Regions from separate parts of the Zea mays genome. Here region 2 is linked to region 1. Evidence: chromatin contacts called from public Hi-C data. All regions are on one chromosome and are shown on one strand. Each heading gives the region's core, a stretch centred on a gene start, on an enhancer-like site or on the middle of the called end of the contact. The rest is flanking DNA. Distances are from core to core; before and after follow the strand shown. Region 1 holds the start of LOC100216905 (WD repeat-containing protein 57). Region 2 holds the start of LOC100192772.

Region 1 (6,589 bases), core at 3,544-6,043:
GACCAAATCGTAGGAGCATTTAATGCAAAGGTGGCCTGACACCTTTATCCTGACGCGCGCCCTTCAGTCGACAGAGCCGAAGTGACCGCAGTCACTTCGCCGCTCCACTGACCGGCCTGACAGAAGGACAGCGCCGCCTGCGCCGTACCGACTGCAGTGCCACTTGACAGAGTGAGGCTGACAGGCAGTCAGGCCCGGCCTCAGGCACCATAGGAAGCTCCGCTTCGCCCGACCCAGGGCTCGGACTCGGGCTCAGCCCCTGAAGACGGTGAACTCCGCTCCGCCCGACCCAGGGCTCGGACTCGGGCTAGGCCCCGAAAGACGGCGAACTCCGCTCCGCCCGACCCAGGGCTCGGACTCGGGCTAAGCCCCGGAAGACGGCGAACTCCGCTCCGCCCGACCCAGGGCTCGGACTCGGGCTAAGCCCCGGAAGACGGTGAACTCCGCTCCGCCCGACCCAAGGCTCGGACTCGGGCTAAGCCCCGGAAGACGGCGAACTCCGCTCCGCCCGACCCAGGGCTCGGACTTGGGCTCGGCCCTGGAAGACGACGAACACCGCTCCGCCCGACCCCAGGGCTCGGACTCAGCCCTGGCCTCAGCTAACGGTCTCCGCCTCGCCCGACCCAGGGGCTCGGACTCGACCTCGGCCACGAAAGACAGACTCAACCTCGACCTCGGAGGAGCCTTCACATCGCCCAACCTAGGGCGCAGACTAGCCACGTCAACAGGAGGCGCCATCATCACCCTACCCCAAGCTGACTCAGGCCACGGGGAACAAGACCGGCGCCCCATCTGGCTCGCTCCGCCAGATAGGCAATGATGGCGTCCCGCACACTCTGTGACGACGGCGGCTCTTAGCCCCCTTACGGAAGCAAGAGGACGTCAGCAAGGACTCAACAGCTCCGACAGTTGTCCTTCCCCCAGGCTCCAGCGCTCCTCCGACGGCCACGACACCACACGAACCGGGCGCCAAGACCTCTCCGGCCGCCACGATGGCGTGTACTTAGGGCGCTAGCTCTCCTCCGCTAGACACGTAGCACTCTGCTACACCCCCCATTGTACACCTGAATCCTCTCCTTACGCCTATAAAAGGAAGGACCAGGGCCCTCTTACAGAGGGTTGGCCGCGCGGGGACGAGGACGAGGACGAGACAGGCGCTCGCGTGAGGCCGCTCGCTCCCTCTCCCGCGTGGACGCTTGTAACCCCCTACTGCAAGCGCACCCGACCTGGGCGCGGGACGAACACGAAGGCCGCGGGATTTCCACCTCTCTCACGCCCGTCTCCGGCCACCTTTCTCCCCCCTTCGCGCTCGGCCTCGCGCCGACCCATCTGGGCTGGGGCACGCAACGACATTTCACTCATCGGCCCAGGGACCCCCGGTCTCGAAACGCCGACAGCTATGCTCGGCTTTAACCATCTTCTTTGGTAAGCCCCACTGCAAGTTAGCTCATGTACATTATTCTACACACCTTGTTGATCGATGAACGTATGTGAGCTTACTCTTGCTGTACTCACAACCCTCAGGTTAAGGACATGTACCACAATATAAGGAGCATGAAGGATATCGTGATGAGTTCATAAGAGGTCTAGGTTGTCGTCTCGCAGTCAACTATGGTTGCCGGATCGTTATTTTCATATGATATAATTATTTAGCTATTTTATACAGAACTCCTATTATATATTAAAGATGTAACATTCGTTTCTGTATCATGAGTCATCATATGTGTGAGATTTGATTCACGTCCGAGTTTGTCCACTAAATCCGTGTGACACAAGAAGGTGGTATCACTTCTCCAGCTAGCTTCAGGCAACTAGAAAAGATCACTTCTCCAGCTAGTTTCAGGTGACTAGGAAAGATTAACAATATGGCAGAGCCGTACATAACTACAGCAGGCAAGCTCCAGAGAGTGAGGTTCTAGACACAGTACATTCAATCGGTGATCTTCAAGCACCGCATCAAGTTTAAGGTCGGAAAGTCAGAGAGTACAAAGCCATGGAGCGGTTTGTCAACAACTGGGCTAAACAGGCTAAGACAATCTACAAATGACAAATCCTGATCAGCCAAACTGAGTATTCCGATTTTCAGGCGAAGGAATGGGGATGTCAGTGCCTCTTTTTCTCCTCATCAAAGTGTCACAAGAACATCCCAGTGATGTGGGAGCCTCTGGCATTGGGTCTGCCAGCCACTGCCATAGTCACTTAAAGTTCCCCAAGGAAGATCTGTTTGTCGCTGCCGCAGGATCCAATGATCGGCTCAGTGGGATGGAACGCAGTCTCATTGACAGAACCGTTGTGCCCAGGAAGCTTGTACAGGATGCGCCTTGACGTTGTGTCCCAGATGTAGACCATGCGGTCCGCGCTCCCGGCAGTGACCTTGCGGTTATCGGGTGACCAGCTACACTTCAACAGGTTCTTCTCAAAGTTATGCTGGTGACCTGTAAGAGTTTTGATGTTCCGGTTCTCTGGCGCGTAAGGGCGCAGATCCCAGATCTTGAGCTCGTTATCCATCGCATTGGTCAGGAGGTAAGATCCATCAGGGCTAAGCTGCATCCCAGTGATCATGTCCTGATGCCCTTTGAGATGTTCTGTCACTTCGTTCTTGCGAAGATCCCACCACTTGACATCGTTGTCCAGGCCACCAGTGAATACCTTATCTGCTGCCTCTGAGAAGCTAACAGCTGTGATCTGATATTTGTCGGGGAGAGTTTGTATTGCACCTCTCTGACGCAAGTCCCACAGCTTTGCTGTACCATCGTCTGAACCGCTAACCACAAGAGGTGGCCACTTCCGCGCTGGGCAGCATGAGTTGACGAATGATGAGTGCTCAGCCATCTTCTTAACTTGTTTGCCAGTCTCAACGTCCCAGACCCTCAGAGTCTTGTCAGGGCTTGCAGAGATGATCTGGGTCCCATCAGTAGTCCACTGAAGATCAAGAATAGCATTCTTGTGCCCTCTCAGTACCATGAAGTTCTTACATTCACCATGGGCAAGCCATAAGAAGATATCCTTGTCATGGGAACCTGATGCTATCACAGTTCCTGCAGGATTGAACTTCATGCAGTATATAGCACTCTGGTGACCAGTAAGTAGCATTATTGGTGCCTCCAGGCTGGATGTGCGCTGTTTTCCTCCAGGACCAGGAGCCTGGTTTGGTTGTTGTTGAAAATTAGCCAGCTCCATCCCTGGTCGTGAGGCTACAAGAGCCAAATAATTGTTGCCTGGAGCAGAGAACATCTTGAAGTTTGCAATATAAGATCAAGTTCCTGAGGCAAAGAAATTTATAAGATAGCTGCAAGAAATGCACATCACACACACAGACCACAATAGAGATGTACACACACATAAAAAAACAGAACAAAAACATTGACACCAACCTTTAAGTCACATTTTATATATATATATATATATATATATATATATATATATATATATATATATATATATATATATATATATATATATATATATATATATATATATATATATAGGATCACAGTTAATTATCTCTACAAGTCAGTGTTATGACAAAGAATGAAAGTGAAGTCCCCAGCTCAGTATATCGAAAAAAAATGAATACACCAAATGCCGATAAAACAGCATTACGACACTATAGCAACAATCAAGCCAAAATGTTAGGTCACATTTGAGGAAAAATAACTAACAATAGCGGAAGCCAGTTCAAAGTCAGCATAAATAATCATGTTCTGGGTTACATGCAATCAATATTATCCGAAACGCTAAATAGTAGACAGTCGGTCACCTTTTGTTTAGCGTTTAGGCAGTTTACACGGTGTTTAAATGGAATTAAACAGTTTAAACTGTTTTATATTAGTTGTCCAAAATATATATACTTATATATGTGCATGTAAAAATTGAAGTAACATATACCTACCTTGGGCATGTAAATAAACAAGTATTCTAATGTATAGCACATTAGCAAGTCCTCAGATTGAGAACACATGCACATCCACATGACAACCAAAACATGGTTAATGATAAATAAATGAGCCAAGTGATAGACAATAGCATGATCATTGACGATTGAGTAGTTGACACACACTCACAGATTGACAAATGGCAGCTACTTAGCATGTCTTCAGATCAGTACAATAGTACATAACATCATGAGTGCATAAATTCAGACTACGTCATGTCTGAATAACATTGGTCATCACAGCACAATACCATAAAACATTGACAAATTAGTCCATAAGAAAAAGCACCAATTGTTGTCAAGGTGTCAACTGTCAAGTTCTCACTTCAGTTCTCACAACGCTCAGTCACACTCACACCTCAGGTAATACAGAGATCCTAGACAACTTAAATCACAAGTCAAATGCAAAAGATTAGCAGACACTAGCTGCTAGCCATGCAAAAGAAAAAAAATAGCCTGGTATATAACTGTGAATGTGAATTCTTACTTTTTGCGAAGTCTAATCTGCACAATTAGAAATCAAACATTGAGTTCTCAGCAATCTACAATACCGAATCAATCAGAGAGCAGCCCAAATTGCAGAGAGCAGCAACCAGCCAATCAAGCAGTAGTGCAGTGGGCAGCCATTTACATGTCTACACTGTAATTATATCAGATCCGAGTACAGGGTTTGGGTGCAGGGTTTCGCACAGCAGGGAAGGGAAGACAAAGGGTGCGCGTACCTGGTAGCGTTCGTCGCCGGCGAAGGAACCGAAGAAGACCTGGGGCACCTGGCGTAGGACGGTAGCGAGTAGCGAATGTCGCTCGTCGTGGCCACAAGAGAAGGAGAGACTGAGAGAGCGCGCGCGGTGAGCTGGGGAACGGGGTCGGGTTGACGGCGGCCAGCCGGCAGGGCAATGGAACGAGAAAACAAAGGGCTGCAGCGGCAATCTAGCAGGCTTCGGAGGCTCGGACCACCTCCCGTGGAGTTGAGGTTTCGGCCCAACTGGCCCAACATTGTTTCTTTTTTATTTTCTTTACTGTTTGTTTCCTCGTATATGTGTCTTTTCTTTGTATTTTTACTTTTTTCACAGTTGCTTTTGTATCTATAGATTTATTATTTTATTTCTACTTACTTCTAAGTCTATAATATTGTTTTTTGAATCTGGAATACTAACCTCATGAACATAGCATCTTGTCTCCTAATTATGGTCTTGTTTGGCACAATTGCTAATCGTTGAAAAGGCAGTTTATTTGAGAAGTTGATGAAAGAGAGAAAGGGCGCTGGGAGGAGACAACGGTGGAATGAGCTTGCCGTCCCTTTCTGCGGAAACCATCAGAGCATTAACAGCATGTGCAGAACGTCTACTGTCTCTGCTATCCCGCGCCAAAAGGGACACGCTTTCCATCAATAGCAAGTGCAGAACGTCTACTGTCTCTGCTATCCATCGCCAAAAGGGACACGCTTTCCATCAATACGCCAGCAGAACATCGTAGGGTCCGGCGTCTGGATTTTAGGGGCGTAGTGTTTGTGGTTTCGCTTATAATCCACTTCAAAAATAAGCGACAATCCGCCCAAACGTCTATATTTTTTTTTCGTTTCTCACAGAAGCAACAGTCTACAGTTCGGCTCAGATATACTAAAACATTAAACCACCAAATCGCGCTTACCATCGCCGAGAGAGCTGTAGACAACAACAAAAATAGCTTAATGGAACAACAAAATGGAACTTTCTTTCCAAGACTGGCTGCTTCATCAAGGATTCAAGGTCTACTCAGAATCCACATCCAGACATCCTGAAGCCTTGTCGTTCAACGATTTACTCCAGAAACACAACCGGAAAAAAAATGTCATTAACAATACTATTCCAAAGACCAAGATCCTCGCTATCCCTTGCTCTCAAAAGTATCGCACTACTCCCATGCTAGTCGCGCCCTGAGCCTGCACAGAACACAGGAGAAGTTACTAGCACGCTCATTGTACTCAGAGCAGGAAATTATTACTTAGCTACTCGAATTGTGCATTGCTTCTATTTTCAAGTGACCTGAAATGGAAACGCTTGATACATTCTATTGTAATGCCATCGGTAACAGAGCATATATGTTCCTTTTTTTACTCACTAGTAGGTACCAAGACTGATCATGTCTACAAAGCCATCAATCATGGTAAGATATAGTCAGGGAATCACAGCGTCTCAAATTCCAATCATATTTTCCCAATAAATTCAAAATTCTAGCAGCATGGCAAGAGTGGGACATGTGCCTCCGTAATAGAAATACTGAAATAGTTAGGAAGGCAACTTTTCCACCAAATGGCGATGTTTCCACTTAATGATGAATCCTCAAAACAGAAGCAGGCAAAAATCAATCCATGACATAAGCATCGATCCAAAATTGGTCAGCAGTAGTTTCTGTTTAAAAGATCCTCATTGGCTCCCCTAGATTTAGAGGGAATCCACCATACATCACATAGCTCGAAACACAATGTTTGGAGTATGAAAAGTTGCAGAAGTGGCGTTCATATAACAAAAATAAACCAAGGGCTGGTACAATTATGTTTGGCTTCGTAATAGTTGAGTTGGACAGACAATTCGAGGTGTTCTAGCATAATAGTTTCCACATGTAAGGTTCTGGTTACGTGTATTTAGCGAGGAATGATAGAATACAACTCTCCTC
Region 2 (6,334 bases), core at 675-3,174, 150 kb before region 1:
AGAATTTTTGAAGCTAAAACTCTAGCCAAAAAGCCATGGGTTCTCGGTCGTCCTCTCTGGTCACTTTTGAAAGGCACTTCAACCTCAATTGGTTTGTTATAAAAAAAGTTCAATTGGCAAACTCAAAACAATTCCTAAATTATTATTAACTCAAGGAAAATAAGTATAAAAAACTAATTGTTTTCGATAGCCTGAAAAAACTCAGATTACTTCATGTTCTGAACAGGAATGTCTATTTATTGTGGTTAGGATCATTAAACAGATGAATATTGATAAAGCCATCACAATTTGTTGGAGAAAGCATCGATTTCTTGGTACCAAGAGAAGCAGGCATTAAAGAAACTGCCTGAGGAAGAAAAGAATCTGCACATGAAAAGGCTGTTACAGTTAAAGGAAGAAACAATTTGTATTTCTTGTTTACAACTTAACATTAACATGCTGCGAATTTGAAATTTTCTCTTAAGCAACATCCAACTTTTAAACTTTGATGGGCTCATTCTAACTATACTACCTGATTGCAAAAGCAGGAGAATGATGCAAGTGTATGCCATAATCTAAGTAGGCACTCATCTTAGTCTTAGTAGATACCTAAAAGGATAAGGAGGCGGATCTGCTAATCTTTATACAGTTGGAAGAAATAACTGATACAAAACATAATTTCTCATTGATAACATGTGTTTGAATCACCATCAGAGAGTTAGCTGCAACATTTTTACTCGATGATCAGCAACAATTGGGAAGTTGGGGAATCCCATTCATCCAGCAAAAAATTTGATTCTAGCACGTGCAGCATGATACTCACAGAATACCATCAACCTCTCATTGGCTGCAAAAACACAATTACTGGACCATTAAGCCAGCCAATTGCACAGTTGCAAACCATGTTAGAACATCATCATTATCGCGTCCCGTCATAGTCCAATCATGGGAACTGAACCCACTCTGATTCGAATAACCAAACTAAGGGTATGTACAATCTAGATACTATATTACGGTTCTCTAAGCACTAAATACACCTAAAAAAACCCTTCATACAACCCAACGTATTGAAGTCTTGTATCTTATTCGCTAGAAACTCTCAAGATACAACTCATTTATGTGGGTTATATAGAGGCTCGGTTATATGAGTGGAACCGTATCTAGACTTAGAGAACCGTGCTAAAGACGTTCCTTCGCCAAGATACCGTTTCTTGTGTTTTTTGCACTAGGGCATTTATGTAGTTCAGACACAGACATGGAATCGAGGAGTTTTGATGATCACCTGTGCATCGAGGAAGGAGCATGCGGCCTCGAGGGCGAGCTCGAGCGCCCGGAATTCGAATGGTAGCTGGTCGCCCTCAGCGCGCTGGAGGAGGCGGCGCTGGAGCTCGGCGGCGTACTGGAGGACGTAGCTGTCGAGGGAGTTGAGCAGGAGGACCTCGTCGGCTGTAATGACGCATCGGATCTGCTCGAGGTTGACGACGATGGCGCGCTCGCGGCCCAGGACCGTGGACGGGTACACGAAGAGCGGGTCGAGCAAGCGCAGGTCCCGCGCGGGGAGTTCGCAGCGCCGCATCATGGTGGCCTTGTCGATCTCCAACGTCTGCACGGAGGCCGTGACGGCCTCGACGCGGATCCAGCTGCGCGTGCCGCCGCCGCGCTTCTTGAGGTTGGGGACGTCGAGCACCCCCGGGAAGCGACGGCCGGCGGACCCCGGGGGCGCGGACGGGAGCGCGGGCGAGGAGGCCGACGCGACCTGGGACGGGTACGCGCGGTGGAGGAGCGGCTCCTTGACGGAGTCCCCGGTAGCGGTGGCGGCGGCCATGGCGCGCCGGCGGGTGATTGGCCGGTGTAGTGGGCGGTGTGGGGTCTTTTTCGCGGACGGGCCCCTGCGCTCGCGTGCCGCGTAGAGTAGAGTCGAGGGATGGAGTCGGCCTGTTGTTGGTGAAACGTGAGACTCAGGCCTCACGGGACTGCCGCCCATCTTTTTTTTGCACTTTTAAAGTTTGCAAACTCTATAGTCTACTAGGTGTGCCCGTACGTTACAACGAGAGTACACATATCTGATCGAATCTTATATTTTTTTGGAGGTCTGGAGAAAGTTTCCTCAGAAGCCAAATATATTAACACCTGAGCATGTGTTACCCTTATGTCCCATCAGCATATTGTTCCGCGCTTGTATGAGTCTTGCTAATTTGCATCATCGTGCATAGTCTCTCACCATCTATTCACTTCTATTTCCACTCAAAAGACTACTATTATTTTTCAGGTGAAGTTCTTTTGGATGGGGAAAACATAAAAAAACTGAAAGTAGAATGGTTAAGAAGTCAAATTGGTCTGGTGACACAAGAACCAGCCTTATTGAGTTTGAGCATTTGGGAAAATATTGCTTATGGAAGATCTGCTACCTTTGATCATATAAAAGAGGCAGCAAAAACAGCCCATGGTCGTACGAAACCCAGGTAAAGGAGGTTACCATATATCTTATTGTTTATCAAGGCTAGACTGCTTAGTGTTTTTTGTATCACACTGTTATTGGGTTCATAAAGTTGCTGCTTCTATAAGCATTTGTTGTCTGGGCCTTATTTTGCGCGTCACTTGTGCTGCACGAACTGTGGTTGACCAAAAGATTTGCCACCCTACTGAGTTTGATTTCTACTTGTGTAGTCATGTTGGCATTCAGGTACGTTGCACATTCTTTTCCAGAACAGCACTTATCAGACATTGAGTGTCAAAAATATTTCTTGTCAGGGAACAAGTCGCCCGAACCATTACCATGTGCTCTATGATGAGAACGAATTCACTGCTGATGCACTGCAGTCACTGACAAACAATCTTTGCTACACATAAGTTCAACTCTCCAATCTCCCTCCATCTCTGACTCTTTGATTTATCTAACATCTCCCTACTTTTGCATAGATAGTTTCATCCAAGGTCAATTGCACTATTTAAACAACTAATCCAGTTTTGGTACGCAATCGGTGAATCTGTGTTGATCACAAGGCTCATGATTTGTGTATGTTTTGTCAAGTTCAATAGATGAAGGGACCCGTGGCTCACCAAGTCGTTCCCCCGTTCCCTTTTCCCCTTCAGGAAACCATGCTCAGCTCCCAAGTGGAAGGAGATGACAGGAAGTGGCATATTTGCTGCTAGGGGCGTGCTGAATTACATTAAAAGAATATTCTTAATTTTGATGGACCTAAACAGCCAAGTTCTGTATTTGCAACATGCCAACACATAAACAGTTTTAAAATTTATTTAGTAACTTTTGTTTATACATGTAGGCTCAAGCATCACTTGAGCGGGATGATGAGGTATATTCAGATTTACTGTTTAGATTCATTGTATCATCTTGCATTGAACTGAACAGATTGTATCTCCTGATGTTTGATGTTTTTTCTGGTTATTATATCTGCCACATGATGTATATTTTGATGATGAATCTGCAGAGGTTGTAATCTCCTCCCTTCGCCTTGGAGACGACCAAGAAAGGTTTATTCTTTACTATTTAATCTGATTACTGTTCTTCCTTTTTGTAAGCACATTTGATGTTTGCAATAAGAATGGACTAATTTGAAGATGTCGTTTGCAGTGGTTCGCTCTTTACAAATTCCAATTGGTTTGCATTTGACGAGGACAAGGCACTGAATGATGGTTTGGTTAGCTCAGAAGCATCCCCATCTCCAAATTCGGAAATATCTGCACTAAAAGAGGACGATGAACACGATGAAGTCATTCTTGGCAAAATTATAGATGAAATAAAAGGTTCTGAACCAACTCTACCAGTCATCAAGATATCGACGACCCTTAGCTCATGAGAGTATACACCAAAAACTTCAACTGACAGCAGGTAGGTTAAAATTCAAACTTGGTACTTCCAAAATCCTAGTAACCATTCTATTTGTTTATTTATTTGGAGGCTGAAGCAATAGATAGAGAACTGTGTAAACGAAAGTGACTGTAATAGGTAGTTAATTATACTATAAAGAACACTATCATTTGTACTAATAAAAATTTACTTCAAGCTCTATTCACTTTTATCTTTATATCCAAACCATCAATCGAAAAATTCTAATATTTTTCGCATATGTTTTAAAATGCTTAAACTAACAGCATTTGACAGTAGGGGAAGACAATGGCTTCAATTGCTCTATCAAAATAGCGGCCACCATGCAAAGTGGAAAATAGGTTTCTCAATGAACAAACTATTGTTGAAGTAGAAGGGGAGGCACCAAGCTGAAGTTCCGAATAGAATTTTGTTTTATTGTGTCCCTTTTTTACCTTTAAAAACGAAACACCTATTATAGTCTTCAAACCATGGACAAGTATTTCCTAGACTTTTTACCATTGACATGCTAATTTTGTAGATGAACTCTCACTCTAGATGATTTGTAGTTTTTATTTTCTTTTTTCACTTGTATTTTAACAACTTATGATTGTATCGTGACAAAAACTGGGTTGCTAATAATTTGCACATTTTTTACAGTTATCAGATGATGCAGCAGATCTTCTCATAAACTTAGTAAATTCCCCAAACAGTCTTCTGTTGGGTAAAGGGGCCTTCTTCATTCATGTCAATAACATGTTATTTCAAGTACTAAAAGGTGTGTCTGCAGCAACTTGTTACTATGCCATGACATAATAATTTGTGCATGGATGGGGCAGTAGGCATTAGAAGTCTGTGGCATTAACCCTCTGGTGGTTCTAGTTTTTTTCCATAGATTCTTATTTAAATGCAATTCACATGAGACTTAAGTGCTCAGAATCAAGCAAAACCATACATGGTCTACAATTCAAAAATTGCTCCTAGCAAACTGAGTATGAACAAACATATAATACCATACTTCATTGGAGAGTCGAGCATAATGGCATACCTTGGTCAAGGCCTGCGCGGTTGAGCAATAGCAGATATCGTTCCTATCCGATGTTGGGGCAAGCTCCTTCTCCTTCGTCCTTCCTCTCCAGCGGCAAACTGGCGTGGGAATGAAGGAGGCAGAGCGGGGAAATGAAGGGGGCGGGCGGGGCAATGAAGTGGCGCGGGATTGATCAGGGGAACAAATTGTTCGGGCCCGCGCACGGGGTATTGAGCTCGGGGCGAATCGTGCGCTGGCGTGCGGATGTTTGTGGCGTTTGCGAAGCGGTCGCGACATGGCTGGCGGCGTGAGGGCGGATATGTGGCGGTCACGGCGGACGTGGGGTTCGCGGCTGGCAGGCGTGCGGAGCGGCTGGCAGGCGGTTCGCGCGGGCGGGCGTGTGGTAGCGGCGGGTTTCGTGGAACGTGCATTGCGGCTGGCAGGCGGGCGTGCGGGTGGGATTCAGGTGTTTCGCGCGGGCGGGCGCTGCGGGTCGGGGTAAGCTTTCTTCGTTCCTCGTCGACCGAGTCGCCAGTGCTCGCTTTCAAGTTTCAACTGGCATTGTGCTGTCCTCGTTCTTTTTCCTTTTCGCCGGAATAAAAGTGAGTGGCACTGTTCCCATCATTTCATTTTTCGAATGCTTGTTGCCCCCAAATAAATTTGCATCTGTTCTTGAGAAGAATAAAAGGAAGACAATAAGTTCATATGATAATATATCTGTGATGTTCTGCATATGCTTATTCGAATGCTCAGAAACCAACTCATGTTCAGAAGCCACAACAACAAGCAGCTCCTCGGCCTCGGGTGGCAACAAGATCAGAAGCACAAACGAGCGTAATAGTTAACCCACAAAGACCCAAAGGATCTTAAGATTCTTAACACACACTTACTAAGGTTAAATTTTACTTCCGTTTACAATCTTTACGTTTGCTCTGCACTTGCAGCACCGACAAGGCAGCAGCAGCTCCATTGCCAGACCAAGGACGCCGCGCCGCCATGACGTGCCGGTCGTCGCCGATTTGCACACCATCGTGCCGTTACAAGGAGGACGAGGAGGCAAGCAGACGACGCCCGCAGCCAGCACCGGCGGCGTGGACGTGCAGATGGCGCTGGCCCTCGCGCTCAGCAACAGCGGCAAGCGGCTCCGCGTTCTTCGACGAGCCGTGCAGGATGCGGGCGTACGGTAGCGGCGGGGTCCGCGGAGCGCCCGCTGCGGATGGAAGGCGGGCGTGCGGGTGGGATTCGGGCGTTTCGTGCGGTAGCGGCGGGGACAGTCTACAATACCACCTTAATAGTTAGTTGAGATATACAATTTCTTTTGCAAGCTCACATTTGTGCAAAAATGGTCGGCCATGCGAAAGTTGTGCCAGTAGGAGACATTGGAAAATAATACACGTTCATAACTTTCACATTACTCCGTTCACCCATCTGTGCAAGAAACATACCAACATGTTTAATAGTAGACTAGTTGAGTGTCCGTGTGTTGCAACGAGAGCATATAA

The links. Hi-C and Micro-C count contacts between places; a contact is called where the count stands out from the background.
Region 2: a contact with region 1 is called in a Hi-C map of tassel, with 6 times the contacts expected there. The contact joins the promoter of LOC100192772 here to the promoter of LOC100216905 in region 1. A contact is called at or near these places in 9 of 25 Hi-C or Micro-C datasets (bundle sheath, ear, endosperm and 3 more).

What each region holds. Positions count from the first base shown.
Region 1 is chr6:105,332,919-105,339,507 of Zm-B73-REFERENCE-NAM-5.0, reverse strand. LOC100216905 (WD repeat-containing protein 57) reads right to left here and starts at 4,793. Exons shown (of 2, transcript NM_001143291.1): 1 at 4,657-4,793; 2 at 1,805-3,263. The coding sequence starts at 3,234. The coding sequence ends at 2,200. It overlaps LOC100280916 (protein transport protein SEC61 gamma subunit), which reads right to left. Exons shown (of 3, transcript NM_001153836.1): 3 at 5,639-5,855.
Region 2 is chr6:105,484,575-105,490,908 of Zm-B73-REFERENCE-NAM-5.0, reverse strand. It overlaps LOC100192772, which reads right to left and starts at 1,924. Exons shown (of 5, transcript NM_001358546.1): 1 at 1,262-1,924. The coding sequence starts at 1,804. It overlaps LOC103629694 (a long non-coding RNA gene), which reads left to right and starts at 3,396. Exons shown (of 2, transcript XR_554579.2): 1 at 3,396-3,471; 2 at 3,572-3,675.